Regions from separate parts of the Mus musculus genome. Here region 2 is linked to region 1. The links are chromatin contacts, called in public promoter capture Hi-C maps. All regions are on one chromosome and are shown on one strand. The core of a region is the stretch at or near the end of the contact, and the rest is flanking DNA. Distances in the headings are between cores, read along the strand shown.

Region 1 (6,857 bases), core at 2,818-5,317:
GGAGCATTTCCAGGGATATAGCAGTTGCTCTTGGGGCTTCTCTCTTCTAAACAGCAGTAGCAGCAGTAAACTCACATTAGTGAAGAATGAACTGATGAGATAGTGATACTGGAACACCACTAATCTGCCACCATGTCATACTCTGAAGGTTCAAGGAACAGATAAGTGAACTGTTAAGGTAATATAGGAGATATCTGAAAGATATCAGACGTCTCTAAGAATATTTGACAAAAATCTATTCTTGCGATTTTTGCCTTGGTGTTTTTTGTTCTGATTATTTTTGAACTGGGGACTGAACCCAGAGCCTGCCAGTTGCTAGGCAAAGCATTCTACCACTGAGCTAATTCCTTAGTCCCACAAAATCTGTTCTAATATGTATACTGGTATGGAATGATAGTGTTCTGTCTTTTTTTTTTTTGACAGAGTTTCTTATAACTCAAGCAGCAAGTTATCTTGAACAGGATCCTCCTGTCTCCATTGCCTCAATACTGGGATTACAGGTGTGTGCTATCAGTGCCTGGGGATTGAGTTCAGGGTTTTGTGCTTGCTAGGCAGGCATTGTACCAACTGAGCTACATCCTCATCTTTGGGCTGGAAGTACTGATGGGTTGTTGTGAACAAGATAGTTGTTCACAGTTTGCTTTTGGAAATGATCAGCCAACTAAATGAATACCTCTCCTCTCCAAGTGGAGTCTCATAGTTTCAAAGAAGGATGTAGGTGAGACTGTGACTCACAGTTAGTTCACCTTCGATGGAAGAAAAAATTTTATACCTAGCTAAGGTGGAAATACAGCCTTGAAAATCTTAGGCTTTCCTTTTAGCTTCCTCCAATGTAATTCAGTTTTAGTTTATTAACTCCTAAAGCTTCATTTTTTTTTAATCACAGTGATGAAATGTTACTAAGACAATACTTTTCAGTTGGGAGAGGTGGATATGCTAGCCCTCAAAGTATGAACCTGACAGGTACCCGTGTTATAAAGAATAGATACCTTCTCTTGCAAATGTGACATCCTGAAATCAGAAGACATAAAGAGAACAAATTATTCCTCAGGCCTTAGTTCTTTGGTGAGGTTGGAGGACATCATCCCAGGTCAGAGCTTACCATCCAGACTACAGGAAGGAAAGCTGTCTGGTAAATTCTATTCACCCATATGTTAACTCCACGTAGAGTTGCAGTAAGCTGTCAGATCACATGTTCAAACTCCACATGACATCACTGAGAGAAACACAAAAGCATTTGTCTGTGGGCTTTGGCCGTTAATCGGCACACCGATGAGGATGTCAGCATAAAACTTTCAGTTGACACTTAAAGCAGCTAGGCTGATACCTCATCGGGATCCATCTCTGTGGGGCTGGAATTAGAGCCCATTGTCTGAACGGTGGCTGTCAATTGCTCCAAATACGTGGTTAGGTGTGGATTAAAATACCCTATCCTGAAGAGAGGACGCCAGAGAGGTTCATGCGGGGGGTGGGGAGGGGTGGGGAGATTGTTACATAATGCAGAGGCTAGCGGCAACCAAGGGGATCCAGTTTTTGAGACTGTATTCTTACATAATGCCTGGGGGGGCCATTTAAGGAGACATGCAAAACGAAGGTACCTGTACACCAGACTGATTGCTGTGTAAAGAACAGCAAAAACAATAAATTCCCTGTACAGCAGCTTGTAGATACTACCTCTCCACTTGAGAAGCAACCTATGAAATCCAAAAAATGTTGCATTTGCTACTTTACTGGAGTAAGTGACAGTCATCGTGGGTGGTTTTGTTCTAGAAGAGCAAGAAGACAAAACACGAGTGAAAAGCAAAGTTGGATGTCAACACAGGCATACACTTTCCCTTTCTTTCTTAACCAAAGGAAACTAAAGCCAAAAACTAATCAGCTGACCCACCCTCCATGCATCACGCACTCCTCTCATAGTTTAGAACTTGTAGATAATACCGTATCACCATCTAGCATCTCGGCACTAAATCTGACACAGAAGGAGAAGAAGATGGTCCCTAGAAAGACTGTTTTTAGAAGCCCTGACATTTCTGCATTCGATAAGCATTATTTTAGAGTCTGTAGCTTTTGCCCAATACATAATCAACATTAGCACATGAGGCATACTAGCCACTTCTTAGTCGCAGGAGGATTTAGGAAATTGGTTTGCTAAACTGATGATGTTTTTAAAAAGCAGTGGCTATACTCGTTGTTTGGGCCAGTGTCTGCTAAAATCCTTAAAGAAATATTGATTTCACCTTTAAACTTCCTAAGAGGAAAAAGTTATTGATCCCTTCTTAGGAACCAGGAGCGATTGTCAGGAGGAAGCCCGGCCCCCAGAGCAGTTTAACAGATGGGCTACTTGGGTGTGTCGGGGGGTGGGGGTATCTTCCTGAGATGTGAGTCTCTCAGCAGCTCTCAGGGTGTACAGTCGGAATTCTGTACCTTTCAAAGGGAGCCGTAAACTTGATATTAAAAAGGCTACACTTTCCCCTTGGAAAGTCTCAATGAAATAATCAGAGACAAACAAACTGAGTCTTTTCTTTCTTATTTTGGAAGACAGGGTCATCCCACATTGACCTTGAACCTGGCCTTGAACTTTTGCTCCATTTCCAGTGAGCGCTGGAATTGTGGGACTGTACCACCGCCACTGTATGTAGTATTTACTTAGCGTTTTGCTTGGCACCGAGTCTTGTGTGTGCTGGGCAGGCACTGTCTCATGTGTGCTACATCCCTAGTGTGTCTGTAATTTAGAACACCTTGTTCTGGATTCATTTCGTGGACGTGGGCAGGATGAGAATGGGGCCTAATCCCAGTTTTCTTTGAGCTCCCTGGCATGCCTCGGCTTCTCACTGAGATGTGCCATCGGACTTCGAATAGATGGCTCAAAGCCGACCTTTGTTTGGAAACCTTACTCAGCTAACTGGGTAGTATAGGTCACATGCAAACAAAAGGAGATCTCTTTAAAATGTTAACTTTTCTCCAAAGGAACTACAAAGAACTTCTCACAGAGCAACACAGGCTGATAGATTTTAGGTCAAAATTATAATACACACACCCACACAAAAACCCAACCAAACAAACCCTAGAGCATATTTTTTTCCCCCCGTAGAGCGATTTATATCACACATTCTATCACAAATAAGAGAATGTTTCATTTAGACAGGCAAATATCCAACTGTGATTTATCCAGTTTCTCTAAGGACGTAAGAGCTGGCAGCTGTATCCACAGCAACAACAGCAAAGTGCTGATTTGTCCTCCATGGTTGTTGATTTTAATTAAACAAACCAGGGCCCTTTGCCTAAGTCAGTAGGTGACACCACAGAAGGGTGGGGTGCCTGCCCTAAAACAGGCTTCGCTTTGAGATCGCCACCTTGTCTCTCTGCCTCGGGAGAACTCAGCGACAGGGGAGAACAGAACAGCAATGTCCTAAGCTCTTCTCCAGGCAGGCCCCGTCAAGGGACAGCCTCTAACCAATCCCCTTTTCTTCCATTCACTCCTTCACCCTCAGTTCAGGCTCTGTCCGAAACCCGACGCCCACCAAGCATAAGGTCACGTTCAAGTGCAGAAGCCGGCTCGCGCACTAACCTATTTCTTTGGAGTCTCTCAAGGGAAGAGAAATCTTCAAACGATCTGCCGTCCCTGAAGAGGTGCCGGCTTCCACCCTCACTGGTGACCAGCTGGGTTTCCTCCTAGTTCTCCTGCTGCTGTGGCGATCCAGCGTGTAGTGAGTCCAGGGTTAAATGTTTTTCCACTTGCAGAGGCCTGTCTGTGCCAGTTTGCCCACTGATGACAGTTATAGCTGGGGACAAACAGAAGTGACAGCTGCTGATGGTGCTTTTTTCTAATCTATAATTATAACTCCACCTGCCGCCCAAAGTACCCCTTTGAACAAGAAGTCAGCGGCGGTGGCGGGAGGATGCTGGGCCATTTAAGTCCAGTTAAGATTCATTTCAACTCTGGCCTGGGATCAAGGAAGAAAAGCCTTTTTCTACTGAAAAGGTCTGAACATACTCCAGTAGCCAAAGAGGGGATTAGGACAGTCTTTTTGTGCATGAAATGAAGAATAAATTCTTATGGAGCCATACACTGGGGCAGACAGGAATGAAAGCAAGAATTCTGATCTTCTGAGAGATCTTGAGAATGCTCTTCCATTAAAAGCAGCAAGAGTGTGTGTGTGTGTGTGTGTTTAGGATGTGAGTATATTTATGTGCATGTGTAGTATGTGTATGTGTGGTATATATGTGTGTGTGCATGCATGTGTGTCTAGGGTATGAGTACATTTATGTACATGTGTGGTATATAGGTGTGTATGTGTACATGTGTATGGTGTATAGATATGTATGGTGTATAGATGTGTGTGGTATATAGGTGTGTGTGTGTGTATGTATGTAAGTGCATGTGTGTTGTATATATGTGTATGGTGTATAGGTGTGTATGTGTTCATGTGTATTGTGTACATGTGTGTGTGTACATGTGTGTGGTTTATATATGTGTGTGCACGCACATCCATATGTGCATGCATGTATGTGTAGGATGTGAGTATATTTGTATGGTAAGTATGTGGTGTACATGTGAGTGTGGTATGTGTGTGTGTGGTGTATGTGTGTGTGGTGTGTGTTTTAGAAGTGCACAGAGAATTATGTGATGGCCTGGTGCAGTGGAAAACTGTAACCCTCTGTCTTATTATGTTTCTCCCATGGTTAACCAGAAAAGCTTGTTATTCGAGATGGTTTCTTTCAGATTTATAATAATAGATATTTTCTTTCTTAAAAGAGGCTGCTCATCTGAGTTCTGTAGGTGATAGACTAATTAATTAATCTGAGGGTCATTTCCTGAGACCCTGTTAACTTTCTGAGGTAATTTTTCCACCTGTCATTACACCACAAGCTTAAAGAGAATAGCAAAAAATAGTTTTTGTAGAGAAACATGTAGAATAAAATATTATAAAAATCAAGACTAGGCTATGCCTGGTGGGTCATGACTGTAATCCTATTGATGGGAAAGTTGAAGCAGGAGACTTACCCTGAGTTCAAGGGTAGCCTGGGCAATTCAGTAAGTTCCAGGATAGCCTCAAAACAAATAAGCAAATGGATGCTTCCCCCACAGCCCTAAAAAGGAATACATAAAATTCAAATTTCTAAAGAATTAGTCAACCTTATGTGCATGTGAGCGACTTGGTCAAACCGCAAGCGCTTTAGAGTCCTGACAGATTAATTTTTCTGGCTTATTTGTATTGCTGGCTTATTTGTCCCTGTTCCTCTTGTTGCTAACTTCAGGTCGGGGGTCCTGTGAATAATGAATATTCATTTAGTAATTGTGTGCTAACTGATCGCACCCCTGGGGCTCCATTAACGGGTACTGGATCTTGTTACTGTTTGGTTATCACACTTCCACAGCTTTGAGTACCACGGGGGATTTGTGAACATGCAGAATGCAAACGTCGTATGCCACATCTTACATCTGTACTGCGGAGAAAGTGGGCGGTTAGACCTGCAATATTGTAAACAGTTTTCAGATTTGGTGAGCGTTATGGAATTTGAACTTCTATAAACCCTTGTGTGTACAAAAGGGAAACACTGCAGGCTCTATACCTCCCCGCTCCGGCTAGATGTGTAGCGGCCCCCAAACAGCGTAATTTGCAGTGGCCTTAACAGAAAACCAGGAAATCAGCATGCTTTGCAGGTGCGGTGTAAGCACTGTGGGTTGGTGAAGGCCACCAGGTATCCCATAGTGTTCTTTTTCTGCTACAAAGATGTGGTAGACAATCCCTACATGAGCATGCCGTTAGATACAGAGGGGACATGACTAAGGTCAAAGCTTAAGTAAAACAACATAGCTAAACAAAGCTTAAAAATTCAAATGGATTATCTTATATAGTGTCCACTGTTTTGTTTCGAGACAGAACCTTTTAGTGGCCTAAAACTCTCCCAGTAGGCCAGGCTAGCCCACCATGAGCCCTAGGGACCTACCTGTCTCCAACTCTCAGACACCACCCTGATTGCTTTTCATGTGGAGGCTTGGGATTGAACTCAGCGTTTCCAAGGCAACTGTTCTACCGACCGAGCGTCTCCCCCGGTTCCATTGACTGATCAATTTCTCAACAACAGAATATCTCAGTTCAGTTGATTTGTGAACAACACTCACAATGATTCTTACCATACAGGTAAAGTTTCCCTGATGGTAAGTGTCCTGAGAACCCGGACTTTATTCCATCTCTGGTGGACTAAGCCAGCCTGGGCTTCCGTGATGGCATCTATGGCTCTAAACCAGGCAGCTGGTTGGGTCAGTCACTTGGATTTCAGGTGTGCAAAGTTTGATGCATGCCATTGGACAGGGAACTCCACCCCATGCCAAACCAAAGGCTATGGGAAACCTCCTCAATTAGGCTTTGATTTCGGGGAGCAGTAGTGAACCCCCGAGAACTAGAAACACGGTTCATTTTACAACAGGGTCAGCTTTAAGCCCAGAGGAGACTGGATATTTGAGGAGCCATCAGTTCCTCTCCGTGCAGAGACAAATTGCCAACTCAACAAAATGGAAGTGCATTCGTTCAGGTAATGAAGGTGATCTCTTTTTTGAAATGGACACTGTGGAAATTTCCTTCTATTTTAGACACAAAAGCTCCGAGTCCAGAGAATTATGAAGACAGTGCTGAGAGTGTACTCTGCGCGCAATAATCAATGATGTTTCCTAAGTAGATGACACCGCTCCATTCACAGCCCAGACCGCTAGAGGGGAAAATGAATTAAAAATCTGTACAATTTCACCAAAATCAAGTAAATTCAGATATGTTGCTTATTCCAAACAGCCGTGAAATTCTGTTACTTGACAACCCGTGTTTGTAAATCATATTATCATGTGGGTAAAGGGTAGA
Region 2 (6,857 bases), core at 3,007-5,506, 2.4 Mb before region 1:
ACAGAATCATTGTCATCTCTAAACAAATTCAGAGGTGACGGTTGATGGTTATGAAGCCAGACTTTGGCTACTTTATGGGTTATTTTTTTCTTTCACCCTGTGAGAGAAAGTATACGGGGGGGGGGGAGAGAAAGTGAGAGAGAATCTCAATAAATTCAGGGGGATGAAAGGGGCATTAGACTACTTCCTCCTAATTAGGGGCATCAAGTTCCTTAGGGAATTTGATGACAAATTTCTTCTTCTCCTCTTCTTCCTCTCCCTCCTCCTCCTCTTCCTCCTCCTTCTTCTTCTCCTCCTTCTTCTTTCTTCCTCCTCCTCCTTCTCTTTCCTTCCTTCCTTCCTTCCTTCCTTCCTTCCTTCCTTCCTTCCTTCCTCCTCCTCTTCTTCCTCCTCCTCCCCTCCTTCTCCTCTTCCTTCTTCCAGTTCTTCTTCTTGTTCTTGCTCTACTTCTTGTTTGTCTTCTTCTTCATCGTCACGGTTGTCATCTTCTTCATCTCTTCCTCCTCCTCTTCCTCTTCCTCCTCCTCTTCCTTCTCCTCCTTCTTATTTCTTCTTTGCTCACAACAACTTAACAGACTGCAGCCAACAGCAACCAGCCAACAACCCACCAACAGCTCCCCAACTCTCAGGGCCCTAGCATCATTATACCCTCTGAAGAGTCCCGAGAATTCCAAGCATCACACACAAGAAGAAACTATCTGCAGTTAGAAAAAAATCACAGCCCAGATTGAGCATGAGGCAGGTCATAGTCAGCTGCTATGGACAATCTGAAGCAGCCCCATATCCTACACCTGGAATTAAAACAAAAAACATATTCTTATAATATGACTGTGTATTTTAAAGAAATCAAAATTCTCACTAGAGTAAGGACCCAGAAGCTCATTCATGTCACATGGTTTTTAACTGACATCTTAGCTGTGTCAACTACTACATCTAAGTCATATCTGGAAGAAAGAGGAAGGGATTGAAATTGCCATTTCTGTCTAATTTTAGTAAGAAAACTTATATTCTTGGCCATGAATCTGTTGCTTACAATTCTAAACATCACGAGCTACTGACAAAAAGTGAAAATTTCACAGTTCAAGCTGAGGAAAAGTGGAATGGCTGGTAGGCCACATGTGTCTACAATAAGAAGCTTTGTATCTGCTGGGTCCATTCTATCTTTAGTGTTCCAGCATGATGGTTTGTATATAGTAGGCTCTTATCTACTGTTGAATGAATGTGTGTTAAATAACGCACATATGGCTGGCAAGATGACTCAATGGGTAACGTGCTTGCCAGTCAAGCCTGATGCCAATCGTCTGGCCCCATGCTGCAAGGAGAAAACTGTTAGTCCCAAAGGTGGGAGGAGAAAGACCACCAGCCCTGATAACCATGGCCAAATTGATTAAAGCAAGGGTTTTTTTTTCCCCCTCATATACATGGGTTGTCTTCCCCTAAGGCAGCATTTGAGAGGTCAGCATTGGAGGTGAGGAAGACACGGCTTTTAGAGTGCAGGGATTGGGGAGGGGGGTTGCAAATGGGGGATTTGGCAGGCAAAATAGTCAGGGTTACAGGAGCCGAATGTAAGCATAACAGGTTAGTCCCTCCTGAAAAAAAAAAAAAAAGACTTGGTTGCAAGGTGGGCAAAGCAAGGTAGTCGTGGGTGGTCATACAACCTTCTGAAACAAGGGTAAACTTGTTATAGGCAGATAGCTATAAACAGCTTTTTGAAACGAAGACATAATTGCCATTCCTACAACAGGCAGGATAGAACTATTTGTAGTTAAAGTTATGGGGGGGGGCATAGCCCAATCCTTGAGAAACAGAGGTTTAATCATAAACAGGTATAAATCTAGTATGTCTTTGCTATAGGTTTTTTTTTTTTTTAAGATTTATTCATTATTATATGTAAGTACACTGTAGCTGTCTTCAGATGCACCAGAAGAGGGCGTCAGGTCTCATTACGGATGGTTGTGAGCCACCATGTGGTTGCTGGGATTTGAACTCAGGACCTTCGGAAGAGCAGTCGGTGCTCTTAACCACTGAGCCATCTCTCCAGCCCCGCTATAGGATTTTTTTTAAAGCCTAAAATGGAGGCAGCCTTGTTTTTCAGAACCAACTCCTAATAGCTGTCCTCTAACTTTCATGCCCACTTCTCAGTCTTAAACACACACACACACACACACACACACACACACACACACACACACCACAAGCAACCAGAATGTTTAAATGTGCATACCCAAACCCTTAGCGTTTTGCTTAGCATATACTAGTCAGTCAGTCAACTAATGGTGACTACTGGTACCTACATTTCTTAGCAACCCCAAATTTGTGGCAGATGGGTGCTACCTGCTGCTACTTTGGTTGATTCAAGGATAAGCAGCAGCAGCTGGTGGCTCTGCGGGCCTCATTAGGCAGAAAAGGGCCTGAATAGGGCTTGATGTAGGCTGAGGAAGTAGCAAATGATGAATCTCCTTCAACCTCAGCTGGCGCTTTGCAGGGGAAGGGTGGCCAGGGGGGCCAACTGTAGCAATCACTTAACTGCCACCAGATCCTTGCGGCTCAGCAGGAAGGATGGATGCTTAAAGCTTTCTTCCTTTTGGTGAAGAGAAAAAGATTATTTTCCTGTGATGGGAAGACGGTTGGTGCTCACTCGCCTAGGGGAAAGGACGCGGAAACCTCACTCCTGCCCTTGCCCCACTTCGCCCTGCCACAGCTTTTCAGCAAGTTTGATCTTGGTCCACTTACTCTTGTTTCCCTCCGCTTCTCAGGCCCCTCCCCATCCCCTTTCATCTCCTCTGTCTCCCTGCCCCTGTTGATCTTCTTTTCCCACACTGTTAAAGGAACATGTTTTGAACTCTGGAACTGTAGAAAGACCTAGCACCCGAGAACGCGATGAATGGAGCAAGAACTCCCTGAACTGCTCACAAGCCGCCTGTTCTCCTTCCTGGGCACCCGGCTCTCACTCCCACCCACCACCCGCCACAGTGGGTGAGTTCCCTTACATTCCAGGGCTGCTTAACTATTAGGAACTATTAGACGAATCACTTACCTTAACAAAGATCAATGGCGATCTTTAAGCTTCCTCAAATGTCACGATTATTTCCAGGTTTTCAGACAAGGCTCAGACCTGTGAAATAGAGATCCAATGACTTGGGTATTTTCAGGATGACACTATTTCTGCATGATGTTTTCCAATAGACGTAATCATGGATCAAGCACAGTTAAGAGATTTGAGCTTCGTATTTTTATGAACATTCCAAATGAAGCAAATTGGAGACATGATTTAGTTAAGGCTTCTAGTGAAGTACATACCAGAGCATATAGGTGCTGGGGTAGGATATATTTTGTGCATGTATGAGTCACCGCCTGAGGTTCTGTCACTAGTGAGACTCCGTGGTGGGTACCAACAGGCTTGCTTAGTGAGTGAAGAGTTAATGTATCCCAAGAGTTGTAAAGTGCACCCAACGTAAGTTCAGGTAGGGAGAGCCGGGTCCAGGATTCCAACTGCTCTGTGTCTGATTCCTAGAACTACAGAGCATCCTGCTTAGTTTTTGTATTGGAGAACACAATCTCCATCCTTTTATGTTTGAGGTCAGATGTTATAAATTACAATGACTCATTGTGAACAAAATAAAACAAACTAGGTGTCCTGGCTAGTTTTATGTCAACTTGACACAAGCTAAAGTCACTTGAGAGGAAAGAAATGCAATTTTAAAAATGCCTCCGTAAGGTTAGGAAAGCAAGCCTTGTAAAGCTAGCAATTGATAGGGAAGGACCACGCCCATTGTGGGCGGTGCCATCCCTGGGCTGGTGGTCCTGGGTCCTGAGCAGGCTAAGCAAGCTGGTAAGCATCACCTCTCCACTGCCTCTGCATCAGCTCCTGCCTCTAGGTTCCTGTCCTGTTTTGAATTCCTGCCCTGACTGCCTTCGATGATGATGATGAAGAAGAACTGTGATACGGAAAAGTAGGCTAAGTAGACCTTTCCTTCCCAAGTTGCTTTTGGTCACGGAGTTTCATCTCAACAATAAAAACTCTAGCCATGACATTGGAATTTTAATAAAGGGAGAAAAACTATGACCCACATCACTGACCTGGAGCACTGTTGTTTACTCCTATCAAATCTATCACATGTACTTCTGAGGTGAGCAGGTGTCTGTCTGTAAGCTTTAAGTGCTGTTAGCAAGACCAGAGGGACCAGAGGCTAGCATTTTACATAACATCCTGTGGGGAGCGGGTGTGGCGGTTGTCCCAAGATGGTGCCCGGGACTGCAGCCTGACTTCCTCATACACCCGGAAATAAGCCATGTCCATCGTGAGAGCTGCGCAGGCGCACCATGACCTAAGATCAGGGCATTTGACGAAGGCCAATGAACTGAGATTACGTGGACTGGGCTGATGGGGCATGGTTGAGGGGTTATGTAAGGGATTGCGATTGGGGGCTAGAGGAGAGTCCTGCTTGCATGTCGGAAGGTTCCTGAATAAACTGATTTGAGAAGAACTCTGTGTTGTCACTCTTTTCTGCTGGTCGGAGACAGAAGCGACAACATCCTGAATGTATTTAAACGCATGAGTTTTGCTCTTTGAGGGCATCTGCAGGTAAAAGTTGGAACGCTTCAGGCCTTGTCTCTGTCAGTCCTGAAGACAATTTAAGAAGAGCAAGAGATACAACTGAGAGTTTGACATTAGAGAGTTTATCAAACATGCATTTGTTTAAAACAATTCTTTTTATGTTGTCTTGTTTTTTTGAGACAAAGTTTCACTGTCTAGCCCTGGCTGTCCTGGTACTCACTCTGTAGACCAGGCTGGCCTCGAACTCTTAGAGATCCACCTGCCTCTGCCTCCAAGTGCTTGGTTTAAAGGCGTGACCCACCACCACTCAGCTAAAATAACTCTTGTAATCCAAAAAAAAATTGCATATTCCTCATCAAAACGTTTAATTGAAATCTTCTTGACATACAGGTTAAGTCACATTAGAGAGAAGACATAAGAATGTGTTTAAATCACTTTGCTATAATAGGATTTTGTAGATAAAAGCCTAATTTAAAATAAATGGGCCACTGGCTAGGTTTAGACATTTTCATCATATGAATTTCTCCTCTGAATGTATTTGTAGTAATGGGTTTTTGGGTGACTGTCAAACAGTCAGTTGTCTTAGACATCGCACCTCTCTTTGTGTAGGTCTGATAACTGATGAGCACCGTATAGAAGTTTTAATAATGACAAAGACAGAGTTTGGCACAGGTGTGAGGCTTTCTTCTGTATCAACCCCTCAAATAACTTCTGTTCAGGGGATTCGAATGCAGAAAGTTTCAGTATTCATTCAACAACTGTGTGTGAAACACTTAGGTAGGTGAAACATGGCTCTCATGTTTAAGACCCATCTCTGGATAGAGTAGGCAAAAATGGACAACTGTTGGGGTTTGGTCTTTTTCTATCTATTGCAATGCTAAGTGCAGGTCCCCAAGACCTGGTTGTCCCAGAGGCAAGAGAGTCCACAGTAAAATGCTAACTGACCCTGACCCCATTCTGATTGGTAAATAAAGATGCCAACAGCCAATACCTGGGCAGAAGAAACATAGGTGGGGTTCAGGTTTCACTGCCTTGGGGTCAGAAGGTGATCATGAGGAAAAAAAGAAGGTGCAGTAGGGGGAAGAAGAAAAAGCCTCTATGGGTTAGAAGTCAATAGAACATGGCCCAGAGGGCTGGGTCACTGGAATTAAGGGCAGTCCAGATGAAATTTAGCAAGTAATAACTCGGGGTTATCAATAGGAAAGTAGATTCTAACAGCAAAGAGGGTAGGCAGCTGCTCAGATTTTGTTCTGTTTGTATTGTAAATATAAAGAGAGTGTGTGTGTTTTATCTGGGAACTAAATGGTCTAAGGCAGGGTAGAAACCCCAGGTTGGGATGAAATATTTCTACAACAGACCACAAATAACAAACATACTAAATAGATGTGTTTGAATAAAAGGAACCGTAAGTGAGTACTACCTGACAACCTGAGTATTCCATGAGAGAAAGGCAAAGGAGAGTCAGGTCAAAATCAGGCAATGTTAACAGGTGACACTACCACTTAAATCCCAGGATCACAACAAACCTGGCCATGAAGGTAACAACAAAGTCTCAGATCTTTGCAACAAGGTTCTGATTTGATAACAGAATAGCAACAAGCAGAATAAACTGTGCATTCACGATGCTCACCGGTGGGATACCCAGGGTGTATAGAGCCCAGCCAGGCTGAGAAGAGCTCTGGAAAACAAGCCTCTGCTAGACTTCCTCCTGTCCTCCCCCTTACTGCTGTATTGCAAAGCAAGAAGTATACAGGGAAAGGAGACCAGGCATCACAGCGGTTCTTTGTTTTGTTTTGCTGTTGCTAGGAATGAAGGCACTTAGCGTGAAGTGGTATGGCAATGGCAGCTTGGACGCTGGGGTAGCAAATTCTCAGAGACCGAGTTAGATGGTTTTAGCCCCTGCAAAAAGCTTGTCCGGAGGGGAAGGATTTATTTTGGCGAGAGGTCTCACGGGAACTCTAGTTATTTGGTTCCACGTACTTCATTATCATGGTGAAGAAGACGAATGTCAGAAGCTGTTTCACAGCATGGTGGACCTGAAGCACAGAGAATAGACAGGAAGGAGCAAGGATACGGAGCTGTAGGGGATGTTCCTGGAGGCTTGCTTCTTCCAGGTAGGTCCGATCTCCAAAAGTTTCTAGCACCCTCAAACATAGCTCTGCCAGCTAGCAACCTAGGTTTCAAAACGTGAACCCATTGAGGGAGCATTTCGTATTTAAGTCACAACAGGATCGGTGCTCTAAAGCCAGCTTGAGGAAAAAAAAAAAAAAGGTGGAGGTTCACAATTAGCCTTAAAAAT

What was found. Promoter capture Hi-C pulls out the DNA fragments that hold promoters and counts their contacts.
Region 2: a contact with region 1 is called in a promoter capture Hi-C map of pre-B cells, with 4 times the contacts expected there. The contact joins the promoter of 1700025F24Rik here to the promoter of Best3 in region 1.

What each region holds. Positions count from the first base shown.
Region 1 is chr10:116,983,524-116,990,380 of GRCm38.p6, reverse strand. Best3 (bestrophin 3) reads right to left here and starts at 4,067. Exons shown (of 10, transcript NM_001007583.1): 1 at 3,569-4,067; 2 at 1,599-1,766. The coding sequence starts at 1,750. Gm46182 (a long non-coding RNA gene) reads left to right here and starts at 3,618. Exons shown (of 3, transcript XR_001779645.1): 1 at 3,618-3,707; 2 at 5,380-5,503; 3 at 5,999-6,715.
Region 2 is chr10:119,410,843-119,417,699 of GRCm38.p6, reverse strand. 1700025F24Rik (RIKEN cDNA 1700025F24 gene) reads right to left here and starts at 4,256. Exons shown (of 4, transcript NR_040578.1): 1 at 4,081-4,256; 2 at 3,038-3,115; 3 at 2,335-2,581. It overlaps Gm40778 (a long non-coding RNA gene), which reads left to right and starts at 5,879. Exons shown (of 3, transcript XR_872101.2): 1 at 5,879-6,672.